Regions from separate parts of the Zea mays genome. Here region 2 is linked to region 1. The links are chromatin contacts, called in public Hi-C maps. All regions are on one chromosome and are shown on one strand. Each heading gives the region's core, a stretch centred on a gene start, on an enhancer-like site or on the middle of the called end of the contact. The rest is flanking DNA. Distances are from core to core; before and after follow the strand shown. Region 1 holds the start of LOC103625917 (CSC1-like protein RXW8). Region 2 has its middle 23 kb from the start of LOC100381303.

Evidence for each region. Hi-C and Micro-C count contacts between places; a contact is called where the count stands out from the background.
Region 2: a contact with region 1 is called in a Hi-C map of ear, with 3 times the contacts expected there. The contact joins the enhancer-like site here to the promoter of LOC103625917 in region 1. A contact is called at or near these places in 2 of 25 Hi-C or Micro-C datasets (ear and tassel).

What each region holds. Positions count from the first base shown.
Region 1 is chr5:9,895,880-9,901,955 of Zm-B73-REFERENCE-NAM-5.0, reverse strand. It overlaps LOC103625917 (CSC1-like protein RXW8), which reads right to left and starts at 2,147. Exons shown (of 11, transcript XM_008646320.3): 1 at 1,853-2,147; 2 at 829-1,311; 3 at 374-520. The coding sequence starts at 1,112.
Region 2 is chr5:10,022,606-10,028,681 of Zm-B73-REFERENCE-NAM-5.0, reverse strand. No RefSeq gene overlaps it. Among protein-coding and RNA genes, the nearest start is that of LOC100381303, 23 kb to the right of the region's middle. Within about 2 kb of position 2,746, at least 20 of the 20 cell types and tissues checked have an H3K27ac peak or open chromatin away from gene starts, as enhancers often do. A contact at or near this core is called in ear and tassel, where this site is marked.

The DNA.
Region 1 (6,076 bases), core at 898-3,397:
TCCTAGTAGCTTTAATAAAAGGAAAGTAAGGAAAGTTTTACATGAGAAAGGAAAGTAAGGAACCTCATAATACAACATACTGCTGAATAGTTAATATTGTTTGGCCTAGAGAAGGAAAAACAAAATAACTGGGCCAAATATTATTCATTCTTCACCCAAGACCAAGGACCATGATTGATTTTTTTTTTCTCTTCTTCCAAAGATTTGCCAATGGTCACTTGTCAAGTCTTTTACCCTTTGTATTTGATGCAGTGACATAATCTTTCATATAATTAAATAATCTTACAATGTTACCATCTTTAAAAAATTATAACAACAGGGTACAGGCCAAAAGTGGGTTATCAGGTAAATGGAATGAAGATGCAGATCTTACTTTCGAGATTCTTCGACGATATTGGCTATAGTAAAAACATTCAGTGACTCTTCCGGAATATGATTGTGATTCATCTCTTTCCCATGATAATTAACAGGAAGCACAACAAATACACAAACAAGAGAAGTAATTGAGAAGATACGGATGCTGCAGAACAAGGACATACTCTTGTAAGTTTCCGATAGAAACAATTATCAAGATGATAAAAGATATCCATGTGCATTCAACATACAGGGAAGACAAAAAAAGTTGAAAGTATGCAGAAATCGTTGATCAATTAGTACCATAAATTTGTGATATTAAAATTATGTAAATGCTTTCTGTACAGCAAATTTGAGTATGCCTCAAGTACAACCATGGATTTAAATCATTCAATGCATTTATGAGTTACCATTCAAGTGATTCGAACCATTAGAGTTGCAAGCACTCAATACACTAATATCGATGAGAAAAACCTGAAAATGAAGAGGCGAAGGAACACAACAGAGTCCAAGCCAGCAACTTGTCGAATCTCTTCTTCGGTGCACCAGTACGCCTTTACAATCCAACCAGCAGTAGGCAGTAGCCTCTCAAACGAGAAGTAATCGTCCTGCCTCTGGAACCTCTCTTCAGCAAGCCGCCTCCCAAAGTAGACGCTGAAGTTGTGAGGCTGCTTCCTGAGGATCGAATAGAGGGACAAGAAGAGCACGCAGACAGCGATGTTTATCCCCGCTGAAGTCAGAAGAGCAGAGAATTCCATCCCCCACCTCTACCAGTTTGGGATCCTGACAATCCACCCATGAAAGAACTGCGAATTCACAATAGAAGATCCAGGCATGTCTTTAAACAGTCAGCCATTCGCTTGCACTGATATGGTAGCAGAATCTTGTTGCCTTTGACTCTGATGATCCCTGATTTCTCCAGCCAAATAAGTCTGATGCTGCAGTCTGTGCTGATACCTGACTACGTAACAAAACCAACAACCAATTATATATAATCACGCAATCCAAGTGTGATGCTGAGTTGCTGACGATCAGACAAGGCAGCTTATGATATATAGATAGGCTGCATGTAGCGATGACACCCCTCTCCCACTCTCCCAGGTCCCTTCGGTTACCAATAAACACATAAAATTGCAAACTTGAAGCCAAATTTTGTTTTCCTTTTTTTTTCTTTCTTGATGAAAAAAGGGTACAGATGCCCAATTCTTAGCAAATGTAACACCTCAAATGCAGATGAAAAGAATGTTGATTAATTCCCTCGTCTCCGATTTGGTTTGATATCTGACAACAGCTAAAATGCACAGGAAATCATAATGGAAAACGGATCATAAATTCAGACCGGCGGACAACAAACGCACCACCTCCGCGTCAAAACCCAGCCGGTTCTGCACGTCCCTAAACAATCCCGGCGAAGCCGAGAACACGTACGCGCGCACGAGATGGGACCGGCATTGACGGACGGAGGTCGTCAGAGAACAATGTGGGATTGGATTAATACCTTGGTATCGTGGACGATCGTACGACGCAGGGGTGCGCGACGGCAGGACACGGCCTTATGGACAGTCGCCGGCGCGGGCGCGGTGCTTGGTTGAGGTTCACGCCGGCGGCGGTGGAGAGGCGCGAGCGCGGGCGGGCGTAGGCGCGGCTTCCTTGCCGAAACAACCGTTCGCCCCAAATGCCCAATCGGCCGCGTCGGGGGCATGCATGCGGCCGCGTAGGCGTTTGCGATGCTACGATTTTTTCTGTCCTCTTTCTTTTTATTTTCTTCCTTTTTGAGATGAGAGGATGGCATGGCGTGGGGCTCTATAGGGTTCGACTGGTCGGCATGAAGCATCTCTCCGACCACATCCATAAAAGTCAAGGAGAAACATTGCTTGGTAAAACCCTTTTAAAATATAAAAAACTTTAGTTTTCAAACTGACTACCTCTATATCTACAACTTTAATAATAATAATAATAATAATAATAATAATAATAATAATAATAATAATAATACCCAAGTCTATCTAGCAGCAACAATAAAACAGAAATATGTGCCCTCTCACGGACAACCATGCGTCATCGCTCGAAATATGGGCCGACTTTTATGACCAGCACCAACACTAGCACGGTCCAAAAAAAAGCTCAAAACAAAGATTAGCACGAAATGAATATACTAAACTAGCACAACTCAAAGGCAGTCGTGTGTTGGACCTCAAATTCTGGTCTATCGGACCTCCGACACAGTCCCAAATGGGCCGGACTTGGACCGTGTCGACCCGATAATGCCCGGTGTTTAGTTCTTTAATTTAGAAAGCTATATATGGTTATAATATTTATATTTTATATGGTTTAAATATATAGGTCAGGTTTGACCGATACGACCAAATAAAAGGTCTGACATGACCCGATAAGCTAGGTTGGACCGCTAATTTTACTTTTTATATTGTCACAACACGATTCATATTTTTTTTGGGCTTTCTCAGCCCAAACCTATTTGGGTTGAAACACGGTGGGCCGACCTGGCCTAGTCTGCGCATGATTTGTGTGCCCCAAGGCTCCGAGCTCCCTCTCCAACTCCCCTAGTCCCCTGTAGCCCCTTCCTCCACCGGTCCGCCCAACCCCTTCCCGCACACAAACCCAGCATGATTGACACAACAATGACCATCGATCTCCAAAGCCACTACACCTATCCCATCGATAGACGACAGCCTTCAATCTACTTGCTCCTTGCCACGTGTTGGAGACCAAAAGTGCCTCACGGATAGTTCGGTCCTGAACCGGACGGTCCATGCATACGCAGAGTCAGTTAGAGTTTCTAGTTTCTCGCGGGATTTGTTACCTAAAACCGTGGGATTGATTTGGAAATTAGTTCAAAGCGGATCCAGACATCCTCTTTATATAGATGAAGGGCTACGGCCGATTGAACCTCACAACAATCGATCAAATAAAATCTATTTCTCGTTTTTACCTTACGCATTAGGAGTAGTTCTAGTTTAGCCCTAGTTTAGTATTCCAATCCCTAGATTCTTTGTTTCTCTTCAACTCTACGTCGATTATAGTAGTCTAGGTCGGCCTGCCGAGCCTAGACAACCCATAGGATCTCTCCTCCCCGACGAGGTCCCTCCCGGGAGCGAGATCCAGGCACCGCTAGTGACCTTCGCCACCCCAGCGCACGCGTGGACTAGAGATGGCAATGGGGACCCGATCCCCGATTCCCCGCGGGGAATTCCTCCATTAGGGGATGGGGATGGGGAAGAAACTTCCCCCGCGGGGATATAAACGGGGAAATTTTATCCCCCAACGGGTAAACGGGGATGCGGACGGGGAAGCATTCCCCATCCCCGTTCCCCGCGGGGACCCGTTAAACTTGCACGTGACTATGTTTTTTGTACTAGTTAACGACAAAAATAAATAATTACCTTATCAAGAGACGACTAATTGTACAAATGTGTTTATTTTGATGTGTGCATAATGATTTCTTATATCTGACAATGTGTATAAGCGACAATATTTAACATTAATAGCAAAGTATGTATGTCTTAATTGTAATTTAAACGGGGATGGGGATCCCCGTTGGGGATTTATCCCCGCGGGGAACGGGGATGGGGAAGAAATGCTCCCCGCAAGCGTTCGTGGGGATCCCCGCGGGGAAGTTTTTTCGTCGCGGGGACGGGGATGGGGAGCTATTCCCCGGTGGGGAATTCCCCGTTGCCATCCCTAGCGTGGACCGTCCAGCCTGTAGGCGCGGACCGTCCGGCCGCCAGGCAGGAAACGCCAGCCCCTGTACTAGGTCGCGAACTGTCCGGCCCCTGGCCGCGGACCGTCCACGCCTCTACAGAGGGCACCGCCACTGGTTCTCACGCAGTGTTTGGCGCCTGAAAAGGTGTCAACACCACGATAATGGAGAGGCGACATCAACGGATCGTGCAACGCTTGTCTTACAACCTAGGTGTTTTCCATACTCTGTATTAAGGGGTTGTTTGGTTCGTGGCTAAATGTGCCACACTTTGTTTAAGGTTAGTCATTCGAATTGAAGAACTAACTTTAGATAGAAAAGTTAGATAAAGTGTGGTAAATTAGCCATCAAACCAAACAGACCCTAATTGTTTATCTTCATTCCTCCTTCAGTGCCCTTGTCTGCATGTTCCATATAAGATAGATAGAATCAGTGTCCATAACTCCATTCTCATAATAATGCCTTGCAGTTCGATCGATGGACTCTCCGATTCCTCGTCCTTTCTGGCTTTTTGACTTTTCACCTCCTTGACGGCTTGGCTTCACACGTAAAGATGGATCTAGATGCTTATTTGGATGTCAATTTTTTTTTGTCTTTTTTTAGATTGCGAACAAATAACATATAGAATTTGCTATGTAAATTTATATTCTTGTTTTAGGATTGATGCTATTAATTTTCACAAAAAATAAATCTTAAATTAGTTTTATATATTTTTAAATAATTGATATAAAATTCGGATGTCTATTCGAATACGGATTCAGATGTTTTTTCATCTTGTTGTTATAGAGAGAAAATAATGCACATAAAAAATTATACAAAACTTTATTTAAGTACTTCATAATATTCTAAATAACATTGCCAAAAATCAGCTTTAAATTCTATGTATATATGTTAAAATATTAGATTTGTTATATAAATCGGATGTTTTAGGAATATTCCTATTCACACGTCTTGCATCGGGCGGCGGCGGCGAGCCACGAGAGGGCAATGGTTTTTGTTCCGGTGTTCCCGTTCGAGATAGGATACCGAGTCAAACATGCATGTTGCATATGTTTTCTATTAGTTGTCGTTTAGGATAACGACACTGTCTCTAACATATAACTTTAACTGATGTTTTTAAATATAAGTAAACTCTTAATACATTAATATTTATATAAAAGTACTTGTTAACAAATTTGTACATATAAACATTAGGTTTCAAAACTAAATAATAAAATAATTATTTGTAGTCAAAATTTTATAAATTTGACTTAAACCTTTTTCCAAGACGACAACTAATAGTACACAGGAGGGAGTATATTAGTTAGACCGCTTTATTAGCATTTGCTCTAAAATTTATTTAGCGATTATAATAATGAGTAGACACCTCTATCTTTTATGTTTACACACACCACTGTATTGAATCATACCAAGAAAAAAGGAAAAAGGAATAATTAAAAAAGAAACAAATAAAAATAGAAACACATTATAAATATTTCACATGTTTTATCTATTAGTGTCGGGGACCATAATTATGGGTACCCTCAAGACCCCTAAATCTCAGCTGATAACCCCCACCAGCACAAAGCTGCAAAGGTTTGATGGGTGCGATTAAGCCAAGGATCGGTCCATTCAAGGGACATGATCGTGCCTCGCCCGAGCCTAGCCTCGGGCAAGGGAAGCCGACCCCGGAGAACCTACGTCTCGCCCGAGGACCCCCCCCTCCAGCAACGGGCACACTATCGGCTTGCCCGAGGCCCAGTCTTCACCGAGAAGCAAGCTTGGCCACATCGTCACGCCGACCGACCAAATCGCAGGGGCATTTAATGCAAAGGTGGCCTGACACCTTTATCCTGACGCACGCCCTCCAGTCGACAGAGCCGAAGTGACCGCAGTCACTTCGTCGCTCTACTGACCGGCCTGACAAGAGGACAACGCCGCCTGCGGCGCTCCGACTGCTGAGCCACCCGACAGAGTGAGGCTGACAGCAGCCAAGACCGGCCACGGGCGTCATAGGAAACTCCG
Region 2 (6,076 bases), core at 1,497-3,996, 130 kb before region 1:
ACGTGTGCATGGTTAGCTGCGGGATGGCAATCAACATTTGCTTCAAAAGTTCATAGGATAAAAAAGGCACGCTTAATAAAAGCTGAAAAGCAGTGGGCACCACAAGCGTCAGGACACAACTGATAGTTTTCTGAAGATGATCTCTTGCTGGATCCCACGCACCTACACCTACACCTACACTACACACCCAGGCATGCCCAGCAGCAGCTAGCTCGAGAAGAATGACAGACAGGTCACCCTTGAGAAGCGGACAATTAATAGATCAATCAACGATCCATAGTACAAGTGGAACAAACACAAGAATCCATAAGAGGTGGTGGCGTTAGTGGTGTAGACATAACGTGGTGAAAAGACCGGGAAGGAAGTAGCATTTTTTGGTTGGCTGAAGGATATTGGTTCCGAAAGATAACGTGTACTGTAGAAGAAAATACATTATGAAGACAAAGCATTTGTGGAAGTGATGCCACGAGTAACATTGGCACTTTTCTTTCGTAAACAATTATGGCGCTTTTTTTCCATCAAAAATGATGCCACGACTAATAGGTAGGCCAAACTATATTATACAAAGTTCACCTACAGATCGATGCACCTAGGCGAAAGAGGTGAATCTGTTCAAAGGAATTGTCCCGCATTTGATTCCGGAGGGATTGTCTATCCTTCAGTATGCTGATGATACAGTGGTTTTCCTAGACCATAATCTGGGGCATGCTCGGAACGTCAAACTTCTTTTGACACTTTTTGAGCAAATGTCAGGACTAAAAATAAATTTTCATAAAAGTGAGTTATTCTGCTATGGGTTGGCGAAGGAATATGAAGTGCAATACTCTCACTTATTCGGGTGTGGAATTGGGACAATGCCTTTCAAATATCTCGGGATTCCTATGACTCATAGAAGATTGAGAAATAGTGACTGGCAAGGTGTGATTGACCGGTTTGAAAGGAGACTTAGTACTTGGAAGGCCAAATTTCTATCGTCAGGTGGTCGACTGGTCTTACTCAATTCTGTGTTGAGTAGTCTTCCTTTATTTATGTTGTCTTTTTTTGAGATTCCGGCAGGCGTCTTGAAGAAATTGGATGCGATCCGTTCCAGATTCTTCTGGCAGGGAGGAGGCAGTAAAAGAAAGTATAGACTTGCTAGATGGAATGTTGTTTGTCAACCCAAAGCGATAGGTGGTTTAGGTGTCTCTAATCTGGCTCTTAAAAACACCAGCTTACTCAGCAAATGGCTCTTCAAATTATTCAATGAGGATGGGATGTGGCAACAATTACTTAAAAATAAATACCTAAGCGTTAAATCCCTTACTCAAATATCTAGAAGACCGGGTGATTCTCATTTCTGGTCAGGTTTAATGAATACTAAGGATCAATTTCTCAGATGGGGGCGCTTCGAAGCGAGGAATGGTCAAACTATCAGATTTTGGAAGGATAAATGGCTAACCAGTCGGCCTCTTTGTGAGCAATTTCCGAATCTATTTAATATAGTGCGGAATAAATCAGCATTAGTGGTAGACGTTTTTTCAGCTACGAATCTTAATTTATCTTTTCGCCGAATAATTAGGGGGATTAAATTGATGGAATGGCACAACATGTTAAACTTGCTATCTAATGTTACTTTGAATCTGTCTAGCGACAAATTTGTTTGGGATGGTCATAAGAATGGAATTTTTTCAGTCCAATCTATGTACCATTGTTTGATGAATAATCCCAACGACGAACGGAATAAAAAGCTCTGGAAACTTAAGCTCCCCTTGAAAATAAAAGTTTTTTTGTGGAATTTATGTCGGGGAGCGATCCTTACTAAAGATAACCTAGCCAAAAGACGCTGGAAAGGCAGCTTGACTTGTAGCTTTTGCAACCAAAATGAGATTATTCATCATCTCTTTTTTGACTGCTATATGGCCAGCAACATATGGAGATTAATTTACTATGCCTTAAAGATAGACAGGCCCGTTAGCATTAATCACATTATTGGGTCTTGGGGAAGCAATATGAGTCCAGGATACAAAAAATTATTACTCTCTGGAATCTCAGCTTTATTTTGGTCTATTTGGCTTAGTCGAAATGAAGTTGCTTTTAATCATAAACCAATACCATCAATTCTGCAGGTCATTTTCAGAGGTACTTACTGGTTCAGATTCTGGAGACTTCTACAGAAGGAGGAATCACATCAACAAATCCTCGATGTCTGTCAAGCGTTGGAAGTGGTGTCGATGGAAGTCTTTGCAAATCATGGATGGCGCTCAAATGCAAGAATTGAGGATGGCTAGAGTTACCTACATTCTCGTGATTTTGCTTCTTTAAGTTAGTTTCATTTTCTATGCAATGTTTCTCGGATGTAATAATTGTCTTGTGTTGGCTGTACGCATTACCATGCTAAAGCCGGAACTCATGTTTCCATTATCAAAAAAAAGAATTTTATATTTTTTAAGACAAAATAAAGTAATCTCCTTATAAAAATAAAAATAGAAATTATTCGGAAAAAATAGAGTTCTCGAACTAGTCATAAGAAACAGAAAGAGGGTAAATTAGGTGATGACTACTCTTAGAGAGCTACCGAATAATATGAGCAAGCAATGCTTCCTCAGGTGGTCCAAGAAGATTGTAAAATAAAATGCAGTGAATGAAACGTGTAGTCAGATTACCAGGACTCACGCGTTTGAAATTTTGCATGCAGCAGACACATACTGAGTGTTGCAAGAAAATGGGCCTTCGCCATACGAGGAAGGAAAGAAGTAGCCCATTCGTCTGTAACCGGTAAGCCCAGCACAGCCTACTCAGCATGCAATGGTATTTCTTGTCACCACAGGTATGAGATCCACAAGACATGAAGACATATCCCGGAATGTATTCCAACCCGGAGCCCGCAGTCGCCCAGCCCAATTTAAGCCATTGAAAGCCCAATTTATGGCCGATGCAGTTCATTCTTGTGGCTCCCAGGTGGCCAAATCGGGGCGTCCAAAATCTGCACCCGCCGCCTAATCTTGGCCGGGCTGCGCAGGTCTGCCGCCCACATAAATTACACCTGCAGGCACTTTGGCAGCTGATAACACAGTTCTACATCAGGCTTGGTTCATCTGTCCTCGAGTTGCACTTGTGAGTTTCAGAATTTTCAGATGAACTCCCGAAAATTGAGCACAGCAGCCTCATTGAACTTCCTTTCTTTCTTTCTGGCTTACTTCTATGTGGATCAACTCACATCTTAAAAAAAAAATTCAATGAACCATGACCAGCAACTGAACCTGTAACCCGGTATGAACATTTCAAAATGTAGAGCTAATATGGATAGATAACAAGAACAGCTCCGCATCAAAAATTAGGGAATCAGAAACACAACAAATAAAGTCAAAACATTGTTGTGTCAAGTATTTCTTACATGATCCCAGCCTCCCAGGAATAGGTCTACAAAACACTTGAGTACACTAAAATCACCGCCCAGCTGCTGACAAGAAGTAAAACACTCAGTTAAACGTCCCAGGAGCAACACATTCTCCAGTCTTTAGTTGCTTAGGAAGCTACATGGCTTGCTTAGGTGCCAACGCGGGCGGCAGTAGGGGCGATAGGGAGCTACTGTCGCCTGGCACCGAACGAGAGGAGAGCGAGAGCGCGTCCCCCGGCGACGCCGCTCACGCTGGCGAGAGCGGGCGACCGGCGCTGGAGCGCGCCCGGGCGAGAGGAGAACGACAGCAACGCGAGAGGCGGGCCACGCGCGGGCGAGGGCGAGAGTGACGGACGAGAGCGCGACGTGGCGACTTTTGATTGGTCCACGTGTGCTAGCCTACGTAACTCGCCGTTTTTTACCGTTTGAAGTTAAAAAAATCAAAAAAAATGCAAAAGAATAACAAATTTCATCTCCAATTTCTCTTTGATCATCACAAATTTCTCATGAAGATGAGGTTGAGATCGAGCACTTCGATTATATCGTGTAATTTTATTTTATTTATCATGCACTTTTTAAGTTTTAATTCGATAAAGAATATTATGTTGTGTGATTTTTTATCATTGAAATAAATCCAATAAATCCACGTAAATTACTTAATTCTGAAATAGAAAATCTGATGTGCCTATATGCTAAGGTTATATCTATACACTAGAGCAGTAGGGACGAGAGTGAGGTTAAGAGCTTATATGGCAGGGGCGAGAGGGAGGCTGTGCACTGGAACCACCGTACTATTACGTCCACATGACATCCAATGTACGTGATAGGGAATTTTACATTGTGACCTTAGTTTTGCAACAACGCTCATTCTACCCTTAGTTTCTAGTCGTGCTCAGATATAGTCATAGAAATTAAAATAAAAATTGTCCTTATTTTCGCCACTCTGTGAGCCTTCTGTTGTTCTGTTCATTTGTCCGTCATTATCGATAGGTGGGGCCCGTCGAACACCGTAGGCCCACTGCTTTGTCTCGATTTTGTTCCTAACCAATAGTTGGGACCTATCAGACGTCGTCGGGTCCACTGCTCAGTCTCGATTATTGTTTTTATCTACCTTCTCCATGCCGCGCGCCGCACCGATGAGTCTGATTTCCCCAGCCCACTCCACGTCATCGCCAACACACCGCTAGTCTCAGGTCGCCGCGTGCACTGGAAGTCGCATGAGCCACGCCCGGACGCTCGGTCTCCTCTTCCCCTCCTTACAGACTCGTGCCCCCACGTCTCCCTCCTCTACTAGTCTTACATGCTGCCCTTCGTCGTCGGTGAGGTGCGGCATCCGCCACGCGATTCATCCTGCTCCCCCGTCACGCTCTCGGCTACTGAAAGGGAATTAGGCTTACACCTAGTCCCTAATTAATTTTGGTGGTTGAATTGCCCAACACAAATAATTGGACTAACTAGCTTGCCCAAGTGTATAGATTATACAGGTGTAAAAGGTTCACACTCAGCCAATAAAAAGACCAAGTTTTGGATTCAACAAAGGAGCAAAGGGGCAACCGAAGGCACCCCTGGTCTGGCGCACCGGACTGTCCGGTGTGCCACCGGACATGTCCGGTGCACCAGGGGGACTCAAACTCAAACTCAAACTCGCCACCTTCGGGAATTTCCAGAGGCGACTCTGATAGTCGCCTAGAGGGGGGGTGAATAGGGCGAAACTGAAATTTACAAATATAAACACAACTACAAGCCGGGTTAGCGTTAGAAATGTAAACGAGTCCGAGAGAGAGGGCGCAAAACAAATCCCAAGCGAATAAGCAAGTGAGACACGGAGATTTGTTTTACCGAGGTTCGGTTCTTGCAAACCTACTCCCCGTTGAGGAGGCCACAAAGGCCGGGTCTCTTTCAACCCTTCCCTCTCTCAAACGGTCCCTTGGACCGAGTGAGCTTTTCTTCTCAAATCAAAGCCGGAAACAAAACTTCCCCGCAAGGGCCACCACACAATTGGTGCCTCTTGCCTTGATTACAATGGAGTTGTGATCTCAAAAGCAAGTGAGAAAGAAAAGAAGCAATCCAAGCGCAAGAGCTCAAATGAACACGGCAAATCACTCTCACTAGTCACTAGGGCTTTGTGTGGAATTGGAGAGGATTTGATCTCTTTAGTGTGTCTAGAATTGAATGCTAGAGCTCTTGTAGTAGTTGAGAAGTGGAAAACTTGGATGCAATGAATGGTGGGGTGGTTGGGGTATTTATAGCCCCAACCACCAAACTTGACCGTTGGCTGGAGGCGTCTGCTCGATGGCGCACCGGACAGTCCGGTGCACACCGGACAGTCCGGTGCCCCTGCCACGTCATCACTGCCGTTGGATTCTGACCGTTGGAGCTTCTGACTTGTGGGCCCGCCTGGGTGTCCGGTGCACACCGGACAGGTACTGTTTGATGTCCGGTGTACCAGCATGGGCGATTCTGACTTCTGCGCGCGCAGAGGGCGCATTAAATGCGCGGCAGAGAGCCGTTGGCGCGGAGGTGACCGTTGCTTCGGAGGCGCACCGGACAGTCCGGTGCACACCGGACAGTCCGGTGAATTTTAGCGGGCTAGCCGTTGGCGTTTCCCGAAGCTGGCGAGTTCCTGAGGCCGACCTCCCTTGGCGCACCGGACACTGTCCGGTGTACACCGGACACTGTCCGGTGTACACCGGACAGTCC